2 separate regions of the Mus musculus genome follow, and region 1 is linked to region 2. A link is a contact called in public promoter capture Hi-C data. All regions are on one chromosome and are shown on one strand. The core of a region is the stretch at or near the end of the contact, and the rest is flanking DNA. Distances in the headings are between cores, read along the strand shown. Region 1 holds the start of Ccdc187 (coiled-coil domain containing 187). Region 2 holds the start of Qsox2 (quiescin Q6 sulfhydryl oxidase 2).

Evidence for each region. Promoter capture Hi-C pulls out the DNA fragments that hold promoters and counts their contacts.
Region 1: a contact with region 2 is called in a promoter capture Hi-C map of Sertoli cells, with 5 times the contacts expected there. The contact joins the promoter of Ccdc187 here to the promoter of Qsox2 in region 2. A contact is called at or near these places in 12 of 39 promoter capture datasets (the 3T3-L1 cell line, 3T3-L1-derived adipocytes, the HPC-7 cell line and 8 more), 9 of 484 Hi-C or Micro-C datasets (the N1E-115 cell line, double positive thymocytes, embryonic stem cells and 5 more), 4 of 115 datasets of contacts at active chromatin or transcription factors (embryonic stem cells and pancreatic cancer cells) and 3 of 9 other capture datasets (adipose tissue, liver and pancreatic islet).

Annotation. Positions count from the first base shown.
Region 1 is chr2:26,290,875-26,296,982 of GRCm38.p6, reverse strand. Ccdc187 (coiled-coil domain containing 187) reads left to right here and starts at 2,426. Exons shown (of 10, transcript NM_177841.3): 1 at 2,426-2,742; 2 at 3,140-3,645. The coding sequence starts at 2,600. It overlaps Gm35807 (a long non-coding RNA gene), which reads right to left and starts at 2,276. Exons shown (of 3, transcript XR_374168.4): 1 at 608-2,276.
Region 2 is chr2:26,232,998-26,238,806 of GRCm38.p6, reverse strand. Qsox2 (quiescin Q6 sulfhydryl oxidase 2) reads left to right here and starts at 1,408. Exons shown (of 12, transcript NM_001302956.1): 1 at 1,408-1,764. The coding sequence starts at 1,455.

The sequences.
Region 1 (6,108 bases), core at 1,177-3,676, 57 kb before region 2:
GGGGTAGCATGGGACACACAGAAGGATAGGAACTCCCAGCCTGAAGGATGGTGGCAGCAGACAGGGTGTGTGGGAGCCAGTCTGCAGGCTGCTGCTGCTGCTTTGCATCCTGGGTATTATTTTTCTGCTCACAGGGCTTTTGTTGTAATAACTCAGTTCAGAGCGACAGCCACGTACTGGCTCTGGCTAATCTGTTTTGTTTATGGTGTGGCTTTTTTTTTTCCAGACAAGTCATGCCTCAGTTGGTGGAGACAGCTCGGCCCCAGCTCGGCCCCTAAGCAGCTTCCTGTGGGTGGGAAGCAGGGTTGCTAGCCAGTGAGGAAATTCTGTCTCCCCTTCTCAGAAGCACCCTGTTCCTTGCCACTAGGAGAACATTAACAGGACTTCATCAGCTCCTTTGTGCCAAAGGTAACTGTTATTCAAGGTTGTTTGTTGTGTGACAAAATGTTTCCTAGGGAGATGCAACATTCTCCTTCTACTCACTCCAGATAGACAGACCATGTCAGACTCATGCCAGACAAAAGTAGGGATTCCACCAAGTCCAACTTGGTGAAGCAGTGAGTTTTATTGAAGTTAGTTACAGGAAAATGGATGAAGGGTTACTTACAGGAGCAGAAATGACTCAGACAGCTGCACGACCAAGGTCCACCCCGGCATGGGTGACAGTTCACAGTGCTGGGAATCTGTACAGTCTGCAGGCAGCTCAACAGGTCGGAGAGTATCCTCTGGTCTAAAACTCTTCTAGGCTGCTCGACTGGTTTCTGCTTCTCCCAGAAAGTTGGTCTGGTTTCAGTAGGCAAGAGTGACTCTCCGCAGTCTTTATTACCACTGAGTAAATCTGGTCAGTTTCAGGGACTTCCTGAAGCTATTGTGAGTTGTTCACCTCCTTGTTTTAGGAGCTTCCCTTTAGTTTGGAATGTTTTAATCTTGAAGGAAACCATTTCACAATAAAGGTCCAAACCCTGAGAGTTTGGATAGCCCTGGCACCGCAGGGGTGACCCCTATCTTGCAGGCAGCAGGTGGGAGACAGGCTAGCAAAGGCCACCAAGGATGTTCCCAGGAGGATCTATGGAACAGAGAATTCTGAAGCAGAGCTCTCTTAAGACCCTAGAGTTGGGTGATCCAGCTTCCTCATGTCTTGACTTGGGCTAGAATGCAGCAGTCTGGTATAAGCCTAGCTGACTGTCTTGTCCTAGGAGGTACATGCCATCCCTTGGAGCACGGGGATCTAGGCCTTTGTGTTTTCTAGACAACAAACTATACTTGATGCTGTCCTAAAGTTCACTTACAGAGACCACTGGTGCCATTAGGGAACATATGAGTGGGATCTGCTCCAGGGCCATGGGAGTAGATGAGGCCCAGCAGGGCTGATCTAGGCTAGGGCAGTCAACTATTGCCAATAGGAACACACGCATAAGTTCACCTGGGCCCCTAGGTGGCAGAGCTCACCTCCCACATCCTCCTGCCTCAGCAAAGTCAGATCCCCGTCATGGGCATGCTGCCCATTTCCCTAAGGTTAGCTCTGCAGACCTGCCCCAGGGACAGTCAATTGGAAGGCCTCCTCTCCCTCAGTCTTGGGGAAAGTGGTAGATAGAAAAGTTGGCACCAGATGTGCCCAGGATACTGGAACTTGACTCTGGACCCTACCTATTCGGTACTAGAATGTTCTGGCTATGAGGGAGAGCCTAGGAGTTGGTGGCATGAAAGTAGTCTCCTCTCACACTCAGGAGGTCTGTCCTTGGGTTATTGTCTCCAGGGATTCATGTCCCTTCCCTAGATCAGACCCTTTAGAAACAGTCTCAAGAATGAAGGCTAGCTAGCTCAGTGGTAAGAGCTAACATATATAACATATACAAGCCCTGCAAACCATCTCTAGTGCCATTAAGGAAAAGAAAAATCAAGTCTTGGGTTTTCATCATGCTGCCTAGTCTTCTGTTCTTTGGAAATGCTTCGGAAGAAAAGCTTCAAGCTAAGCAGGGTTCTGTTCACACCTTCGCTTCCCAGCCAACAGGGGAGAGGCAAGACAGCAGAGGGTTTATGGGGTGTTCACAGTCCTCAGGGTGGGGTGTGGTCTCTCCTGTCCAAGGTTAGCCTTAGACTGGGATTAGAGCTGGGATTTGAGTCTTTTGTCCTTGGAACTGTGCTGACCACAGGGCTTACTGACCAGAATCCCAATCTTCCCATCATATCGACTTCCAGAAGTCTCTGTTGGGTGTGTGCTCCCTAGAGTGTCAGGGGCAGCTGTCTGCTAGCTAGAGCCATGAGTAGGAGTTGAAGCCACAGGCTAACACTCAGTGACACGGGGTTATTATGCTGTCATGGGCCACCTGGAATTCTCTCCCACCCCATGACAAACAGCTCACCAGGAAATCCCACAGCCATTGTCTACCCAAGGCTAGTTAACTCATTGTCCCTACCCTCCTTCAATGACTGTCCTGAGCATCAGGGGACCCACACTGGACAATACCCAGAACAAAGCAGTGTCCAGTCCCTGATGGGTGCTGTGTGGTAGGCCTACAGACTACCATGTGATTATCCTGTTAGACCCAGGGTCCCAGGTGGTGTGGCTTGCCATCTGTACTCTCCTATCTCAGATGCAATGACAACTCCGCTCATGGGTGTGATGCCCACCTCCTTAAGGGCAACCCTGCAGAACTGTTCCAGGGGCAACCAGCAAGAAGGCCTCTTCTCCCCCAAGGCCATGGGGAGAATGGCTGGTCAGAAGGACAGCACCAAGCCCAGGTAGTGTTTGTGTGGACAGGACAAGAGCACCAGCAATGCTAGTAGTCTTGTGGTTACCTTTCCTCAGGGGCAGCTTGTTCATGGGAGGTAGGAGGATACAGAGGTGGAGTGTGTGGGTCCCTGGCCAAAACTTGCTTGTACCTTTGATTTTGACATGGCTACTCTAGCCTCAGTTTTCTCGTGCATAAATTAAACTGATCATGGTACCTACCTTAAAAGGTTGTGGTTAGTGTCTGAGGGAGAATGTCAGGAGATGTCCATGTGGTGGAGGAATTTTCTGGTTCCTCTTGTCTTAGGCTGTGAGGTAGAAACAGGGAGAAAGGGGTGTTGGGGATTATAGGACACCATTCATATGAGATACTGAGCTCTGACAGGCTGTGTTGTCCCTCTCTCCAAGGGATGAAGTGTTCCATCCACATGCAGCCAAGGACAGCCTTCTGGCCACAACACTGAGGTGGCCTGTTCTCTCCCAGCAGTTGAGTCCACCTCAAACAGTTCCCTATGTGGCCTGGTCTGGCAATATCAAGGATCCAAGCCCCTACATGAAGGGCTGCAGCCTGCCCATGTGGTCTCCATGCTTGGACACTAAGGACGTGGACAGCTCGGTGTCATCCGGCAGAATGTCTGGCTCCTCAGGGGGGCATGAATCATGCACACTTTCTCATGGGCCCTGGAAGGAAAGGCCACCCCTGATACTGGGACCCCAGCGCCAGCCCAGGAAGAGTGACCCTCGTCTGGAGCAGTTGAGGGACAAGATCCGAGCCCAGGCACAGTGGCAGGCTAGCTGTGCCTCCCTGGGCACCTCTGCCCCCTCTAGTGCCTCGTGCCTCTACAAAACCTCGACGATGCTATGGCGGAAGACCCCCAAGGTGACAAATGCGCTTCCAGTGCCTGCTTTCCCAGGTCAGTGGCCGATATGCCCAGCTGGTGTGGCCATAGTTAAGGGAAAAGTGGAGGGCAAGTCGTAAGGTTATGTGCATAAGGTCCCCAAAGGGCTTGAGGATCGGGAGAACAGTGTAGCTTGGGGTGGGGCTTCTGAGCTGAATTTAGGGTGAAGATGCTTTATCACTTTATCGTGGTGTCAAATGATACCGTGAGATGAGAGGGATGGAGCCTTGGAAGACAGAGACCCAGAGAGCCTGTGGAGTCGTAAAAGGGACAAACTTTTTGTTTGTCCCTGAAGCCTTAGTGGCCATTTAAGCATGCCTGGACACTGTCAGGTGTAGAGAGTACGGCCAGTGTGGGATTTAGAAGGCCTGCCTGCCATCCACAAGCAAGATAGGCTGTATTTTCTGGAGTGGGGAAGGTGGATGTCAGTTAAACAAATACCTGAAGAGTTGCCCATTAGAGACGCTGAAAGCTAGGTGGCTGCCTAGGCATTTTCTAAGGAGGAAAGGATCTGTAAGGCAGCGGCTTCTCTTTAAAAGCCGTGGTAAAACACATAACATAAAATTAGTCACCTCTACTGTTTAAAATGCGTCCTGTTTATCTATTTGTGCATATACGTGTCTGTATGTGGGGAGCATTGCCCATATATATGCCCATATCCCACAACAGCCTAATTGTGGGGATCAGAGGACAGCTTGCAGGAATCAGGTTCTCTCCTTCCACCATGTAGGTCCTAGGGATCAATCTCAAGACATGAGCCTTGGCAGCAAGCCCCTTTACCTGCTGAGCCATCTCGCCAGCCCCCATCTCTACCATTTTAAAAATGTTCTGTTCAGTTCAGGCAGCCAGTCCTTGTCATGAAGCCATTACTACCATCCTTCTCCAAAAGTACCATCCTTCACCTTAACCCTCCCCAGTCTCTGGCACCATCTTCTACTTCCTGTCCCTATGGGTTTGATGACTCCGGGCACCTCATAGAAATGGGATCCCATGGGATTTGTTCTGTGGCTCTCTTCAAAGGAGAACATCTTTTGGAAAGTGCAGATAAGTACGGAGGAGGAGTGATGACTCCATCACTAGCATCATCACTAACTGCCGGGAGCCTTTCCCAGCACATTGTCCTGGCCAGTTCTCTGAGCTTTGTCCCTGTGTTAGTTACACCATTACAAAATAGCCGAGAGAAATAACCTACAAGAGGAAGGATTTTCTTTGGCTCCTGTATCGGAGTGTTCTCACTTGGCTCCATTGACTCTGGGCCTGCAGTAAGGCCAGGCTTCATGGTGTCAGGGCACGGCAGAGCCAACCTACACACCACACAGTGAACAGGAAGCAGAGAGAGATGGTAAGGGTTACCTTCCTCTTATCGGGCTCCCCTCGCCCATTCAGCTAGAAACCTATCAGCAGCTTCACTCATTCCTAGAATTAGCATCTGGTCACCTCATGTTGGGTCACCATCTGGGATCAAGCCCTCAACACAGGAGCCGTTGAGACCTTTTAATGTCAAAACCATACCATTCTGCCCCGCACACCGAATGCTTGTCTTGGTGCAAAAATCCACTTAGCCCATCTCCAAGAAGCTCAAAGAACTTTGGAATTGCTAAAAGATCCAGTCAAGCTCTCCTCAGAGATGCAAGGCAAAATGATTCGTTTTTCCAAGATACAATGTTAAGGGCCAAACATGCTCATTTCAAAAGAGAACAGAGAAACATCAAGGAAGTATTAGTCCAAATGGAGACTGAAACCATCAGGGAAATCATTATATCCTATAGCTTAATACTTTTGTTGTTGTTGTTGTTGTTGTTTTTTTTTCCGAGACAGGGTTTCTCTCTGTAGCCCTGGCTGTCCTGGAACTCACTCTGTAGACCAGGCTGGCCTCAAACTCAGAAATCTGCCTGCATCTGCCTTCTGAGTGCTGGGACTAAAGGCGTGCGCCACCGTGCCCGGCAATACTTTTTAATGTATGCCTGTACATTTGAATGTGCACCACATGTGTGTCTGGTGCTCTTGGAAGCCAGAAGAGGGCTTTAGAGCCTCTGTAGCTGGAGTTAAAGGCAACGTGAGCTGCCTGGTGTGGGTGCTGGGAATCAAACCAGTATCTTCTGCAAGAACAGCAAATATGCAAATATGCAAACCACCGAGCCATGTGCCCAGCCCCTGTTATCGTGTAGGCGTATGACCAGCATTTGGGGTGCATGGGAACATGACATGAGCGTCCAAGGGCTTGCGAAAGCCCAGCCCTAATCCTCCCATGCTGTAGCCCATGTTGTCTACCCTGGGTTGGCTGTACTTTCTGACAGGCTTTCCTCAGCAAGTCTGCTGCTCTGGAGTCTCTAACTTCCCGGGGTCAGCTTGCAGCTATACTTCGCCTTCAGAGCTTCAGGCTCTGTCCTTCCAAGGGAAATCAATATGGGGGGATCTTGACCCCCAAGGCTCTCTTTTGAAATCTCAGCAAGAGCCTCCACAAGCTCATTATCTCTG
Region 2 (5,809 bases), core at 159-2,658:
CCCACCCTACCCCCAGGCAGTTTCCCTACCAGTCTCTCTGGTCCCTTGTCCTGCTTATTCATCCTCTGGTGACCATTAAAAATCAAATAGCTTCTCTGTATTTGTCTCCCAACCATGTCTCCCTGTTGCAGGATATTTGATCACAATGTAAACCCCAAGACTGTGTTATTTACTGAGAATAAAACCGGTTTCTAGTTGTGGTGTGGCTCAGCCCTTAGCACACACCTTTAATCCATGAGCTTTCTGTTTATTGTAAACAGTATAGATTAGATATAGATATAGATATAGATATAGATATAGATATAGATATAGATAGGCTTTTCAAGACAGGGTTTCTCTGTATAGCCCTGGATGTCCTGGAACTCACTCTGTAGACCAGGCTGGCCTCGAACTCAGAAATCTGCCTGCCTCTGCCTCCCAAGTGGTGGGATTAAAGGTATGCGCCACCACGCCTGGTTTATTGTAAACAATATTAAATAGGTCAAGAGGAAGAACAAGAGACCAGTTGACAGGGAGTGAAGTAGGAAAAACCGTACAGTGAGAGATCAGGTAGACAAACAGGAAGTAGAAGAGATTACATATTCTCTCTAGTGTTTGGAGAAAGCAGAACATTAGCATAGGAAAGTAGACTGAGTGATTGGAGAAGCCAGACATGGTGGTGCACATGTGTAATCCCAGTCCAGGGAGGCAGGAGGACAGATTCAGGCACATAGTGAACTCCATGCCAGCCTTAGAACCCTGTCTAAAAAAGAAGAGTCAGGTCTACCTCTCCTTTCTACCATCTTAGCAGGAAGCCAGCCAACTTTACCAGGTGGTTCTACTGTATCATGTGGGTTATAAAAAGGTCAAGGGATCATCGTGGATGTTTGAAGTTGACAGGTAAAATCATAGGTTGCATGTAAAATCTAGGATTCATGCTACATAAGAAATACAGGCATATAGCAAATATTTTTTCGATCTGTTTTTGTCCTATTAAATCTGCATTTCAGACTGAAAATCTTGGCCTGGTGTTTACTCAACATTCAACATGGCACGGGCTATTTCCCCTTGCTAAATCTGGCTACTTAGGCCCAGGACTTTCACTAGGTGAAAATTGCTTGCGGGTTTTAAGATTTTTAAGAGTTTTTTTTAATTGGGATAGGGCCAATGACCAGAGGCAGGGGCGGGGCCAGGAGCACAGGGGCGGAGCAGACTTAAGGAATGAGGCGGGGCCTACATTCTGGGGCGGGAACAATGTTCGGGGGCGGAGCAAAAAAGCGAGCTGTGCGGGACCTGGAATGACCAGTGCTGGGGAGGGGGGTCAAATTACGAGGGCGGGGCGAGAACGAAGAGTAGTGCCTGGGAAGATTAGCGGATTCGGGGGCGGGGCTAGTGCCTAGGGCGGGACCGGCGCGCGCAAGCACGTGACGCCGGTTGCCAGGGTGAAAGGTCAACGCGCCGGCGGCACTCCCAACATGGCTGCCGCCCGGGCTGTGGCGCGGGATCCAGGAGCTTATGCGCGGCAGCCACCGTCTCTTCGAGCCGCGCGGCTGCCGCGGCTGCTCTTCCTGCTGGCGGTGGTGGCGGCAGTGGGGCCCCGGGAGGGCGGCGGGGCGCGGCTCTACCGCGAGGGCTCAGACGCCGTGTGGTTGCTGGACAGCGGCAGCGTGCGGTCGGCCACGGGCAACAGCTCAGCCGCGTGGCTGGTGCAGTTCCACTCGTCGTGGTGCGGCCACTGCATCGGCTACGCACCCACCTGGCGAGCGCTGGCGGCGGACGTGCGAGGTGAGGGCCCCGCGCGCCGGTGGACGTTCCTCCGACGCAACAGCTACGTGGGCGAAGCCCCACAGATGGGGCCGATGGCTTTCCTGAGGTCGCCAGCTCAGAACACCGACTTCAACATGTCCCCAACCACTTATCCTAGCCACTACCCGATCAGTTTGACTTTCCCCATACCCAGCAATTGCATTTCAGAGGCTACCCTCTCCACTCAGGAAGGTCCCCATTCCTGTCAAACCTCAGCCTCGTTTGCTAGGTAGCCGACCATATGGTGGGCATTGGGCTGAGAAACTTAGATACCCACTCTGGGGACTGCTCTGCAACAGCAGAAAGTTTACAAAGCGTCTTCTTGCTGGGCTTCTGGGTCACTAGCCATAGCTTTCAGGAAATCTTCCCATATATGTTTAGTTACTCACCTTTGTAGAACTCAGACCCCTTGGAGCAGCTCCTGTAAATGGAATTTAAGTGGCCTTCCCAGCACTGGCTTACATTTGGCTTCACTGGCTTACAACTGTTGAACTAACCTCTAATTACAGATCTCTCAGGGCAAGACAACAAATTGTTACTCTTTTTCCTGCACCTTTGGTTTTAGGTCTGATGTTGAACACTGCTGTGTTCTTCTTAAACAGATTTGCAAAGAAGCCCTTTTTCCAAGTACGCAATTGCAGATGACTATTTTAAAATGTTTACCCTCTCTTTCCTCATTGTTGGGGCACTTTGACTTATATTTTTTTATTTTTTTGAGACAGTTTCATGACGTTGTCCAGGCTGGCCTTGAATCCATTGACCTCTGCTTTGGTCCTTATGTAGAATCTAATGACATTGTTCTCTTGGGTCGTAAGTTTTCTTTTTCTTTCTTCTTAATACTTAATTTGTTTTGAATTACATGGGCGTGGGTGTGTGCAGGTGAGTGCAGTTTCCCTTGGAAGGCAGAGGTTTTGGATTCCCTGCAGCTGGAATCAGAGGTGGAGGGAGCTGGGAATGACACTCCAGACTGAAAGAGCAGTGTGTGGGGTTTTCTTTGTTTGCCTCTTTATTTATAGTTTTTCAAGCCAGGGATTCTCTGTGTAGTCTTGGCTGTCCTAGAACTCACTCTATAGACCAGGTTGGCCTTGAACTCAGAAAGATCCGCTTGCTTCTGCCTTCTGAGGGCTGGTATTAAAGGCGAGCACCCACAACACCCTGATGCAGTCTGTGCTTTTAAACTTTGAGCCATCTCAGTTTCCTTAAGTCCTTGACAAGCACTAGCCAAAAGTGAGACAAGACAGTGAAAAGACAGTTTATACACTGGTTTTTTGTGGGGGTTTTATTTTTATTTTTTGCCACTCAATAGAGGAGAGGATTTTCCATTTCTTAATGCTTGTTGGTGGACCTGCAGGTGACCCTGGCAAGACTTGTTGGCAGCTTTTTTGCTTATATCAGTTCTGGCTTTCAATCTGGTAGCTAACTTGTACAAGCCACATCACGTGTTATAAGCTGGCTCTTCTATTAACCAAACCAACAGAGAGTGCTGCAGTTGTCCCCGGAATTTGAAAGGAAGAACAGTTCCAAAAGTGCCACAGTAAAAATGCACAGCTAATGCTGTGGTTGGCTTAGTGAACTGCAGTTGTCTTTAAAGAGTGACTGGTGCCTAGAAGATGGGGCAAGGTGTGGTGAAAGTGAAAGCTGACTGGCAGGGGCAGGTGAGGGCCTGAAGAGGGGTGCAGGATGTTGAGGGCAGAACTGCCTGAGTCAGGATGTCAGAGGCTCCTGAAGCAAGTCACCTGAGGACTTGGTAGGTGCTAACCCTAGTGTTATCAGTCCCAGCCTAGGCTGCTGGGTGGATCCTAACTTCTGGAGGTGTCTGGTCACCTGTTGTAAGGGATCCTGCCTAACTGCAGGATCCCTTACAACACCTACAGAAGTGATGACATCCCATGTGATGCCTGTCATGTTGGACAGCTTCCCCAGGAAGCTTCTGACTCTCACTCCAGTCCTCCTGTGACAGTGACCTCAGTACCTTCCGTGCCTTGCCTTGTAGACTTGTGTGTAGAATATGGGAAGCACTAGACCTTCTGCCTGGCCTCCACTTGGCTATGCTTCCTGCTGGCTTCCTGCCTGGGTGATCTAACAGGACAGAGGGTGCTTAGGGGTAATCAGTCACCTGTGAGTTGGACATGCAGGCCTTGTATTGGGTCCTCCCCAGTAGTTTCTTCCTGCCTCCATGAAATAGCACCTAGTGGCTTCTCCTAGTCCCGACCCTAGTCTCTGGTTGGACTGGCTGTGTTGCCATGGTTGACAATTAGCTAGAAGGTACTTTATGCTTGTCTTCCTGCTCCTCAATCTTTTCTAATTGAATGAGCAGCTGGAAAAGGTCGTGGGGGTTGGGGTGGGGGTGGGGGTCCCCAGCTTGTGTCTGGAGGGAGGGCGTCCTCAATCTTGTGTCTTAGGTTGAGGACACCTGCCACTTCCTCAAAAACGTATGGTGAAGTTTTTTTCTCTTCTCTGACTTTGCGGGGAAATAGCGGTTTTCCTTATGACAGATAGGCTAACAAAAGATCTACTGTTCAGTGGATCCAAAGGCCATTCTCATATTTATGTGGCTCTGGCTTGGGCCTTTCTTATCTTAAGTATTTCCCAGAACAAACCCTGCTCTGTTGAAATCTGTTATCTCAAACTGTCATGTTTAGCACAATCTGAGTTGGCAGTTGACACCTGCACTTATTCTCCTGGGCACTGAAGGATTTCTGTAGAGACCTAGGAGAACAGGAGTGTGCCCTGAAGCCTGTGCCCCTAAGCTCTTGGTGACCTCGGGGCTCTTTCTCTCCCCTTCAGTCCTCCGTGGAGAGAGAACACATCTGTGGTTGCCCCTAAAGTTGTTGGTGAAGGACTTGAAAGGAGACCTGGCAGGTACTCACCACAGCATCTAGAATGTGTCCAGAGCTGTCTGGCAAGGAGGTGTTTAGTCTCTGATATTGCAAATAATGGTACCAGGTGACAGACAGGCCACGTGATTCCAGAGCCCCTTTGGCTCACTTCCTGTGTCCCTCTAGAGGACATTGCGAATTGAGAGTAGGAGATGTTGGACAGGTGGCTAGGCACAGAGTGTGTTATCCACAGGCAGAAACACAGGTGAGTGCTCTGTCACTGCTGCCAGCGGTAGTGAGGCCTTCATGCCTCCCCTCTGTTCCTCCTTCCCATGGCGCCCGGTGCCTTCTGCTTGCACAGGCTATTGAAGATGGCTGCTTAGTATTTGCAGAGTGCTCATTATCCATGAGAACAGGCAGAGGGACACTGGGGACAGCAGTTGCTGAGGAGTATGGTAGAGTCCAGAGTCCTGGAAACTACAGATGGCAGAACCAAAGTAACTCTTTTTTTTTTTTTTAAGATTTATTTATTTATTATTATATGTAAGTACACCGTAGCTGTCTTCAGATGCACCAGAAGAGGGCGTCAGACCTCATCACGGGTGGTTGTGAGCCACCATGTGGTTGCTGGGAATTGAACTCAGGACCTTCGGGAAGAGCAGTCAGTGCTCTTACCCGCTGAGCCACCTCTCCAGCCCCCCAAAGTAACTCTTAACACAAGGGTATAAAAAGTAAGGACTGCTTAGAGAACCGTGGGGTCGCTGGTTCCCATAGCCAGGGCAGTGGAAGAGAGTAGTGTCTCCTCCGGTCAGCTCAGGGGCTCTGCAGGCCACTGCAGGATGGGTGCTTACCCTTCAGGAGCCTTTGCACATTTCAGCAAGGAGAGGGAGAAAGGATTTGCCGTGTAGCCCAGTCTTGTCTTCAAAGCTGGAATCCTTTTGCGTTTGCTTTTTGATGTTGGGGTTACAGGTGTGCACTGCCTCACCCAACTGTATAGATAGATTTAGGCCAAAGTTTGCCTAAAGCCAGAATGAGGAAGGATCCGTACCAGGAGGCTTTTGTGGCCCACGGCTTTTCAGCCCAGGGTATGACGGTGTTCCCAGCCTGGCCAGCTTTCCCCTTTCAGCTGTTTTCCTCCTCGGCCACAGGGGGCCTCAGGTCCTGTGATCTCACCCTGGTTAGCACTGCACAGAGGCTGATGGTCA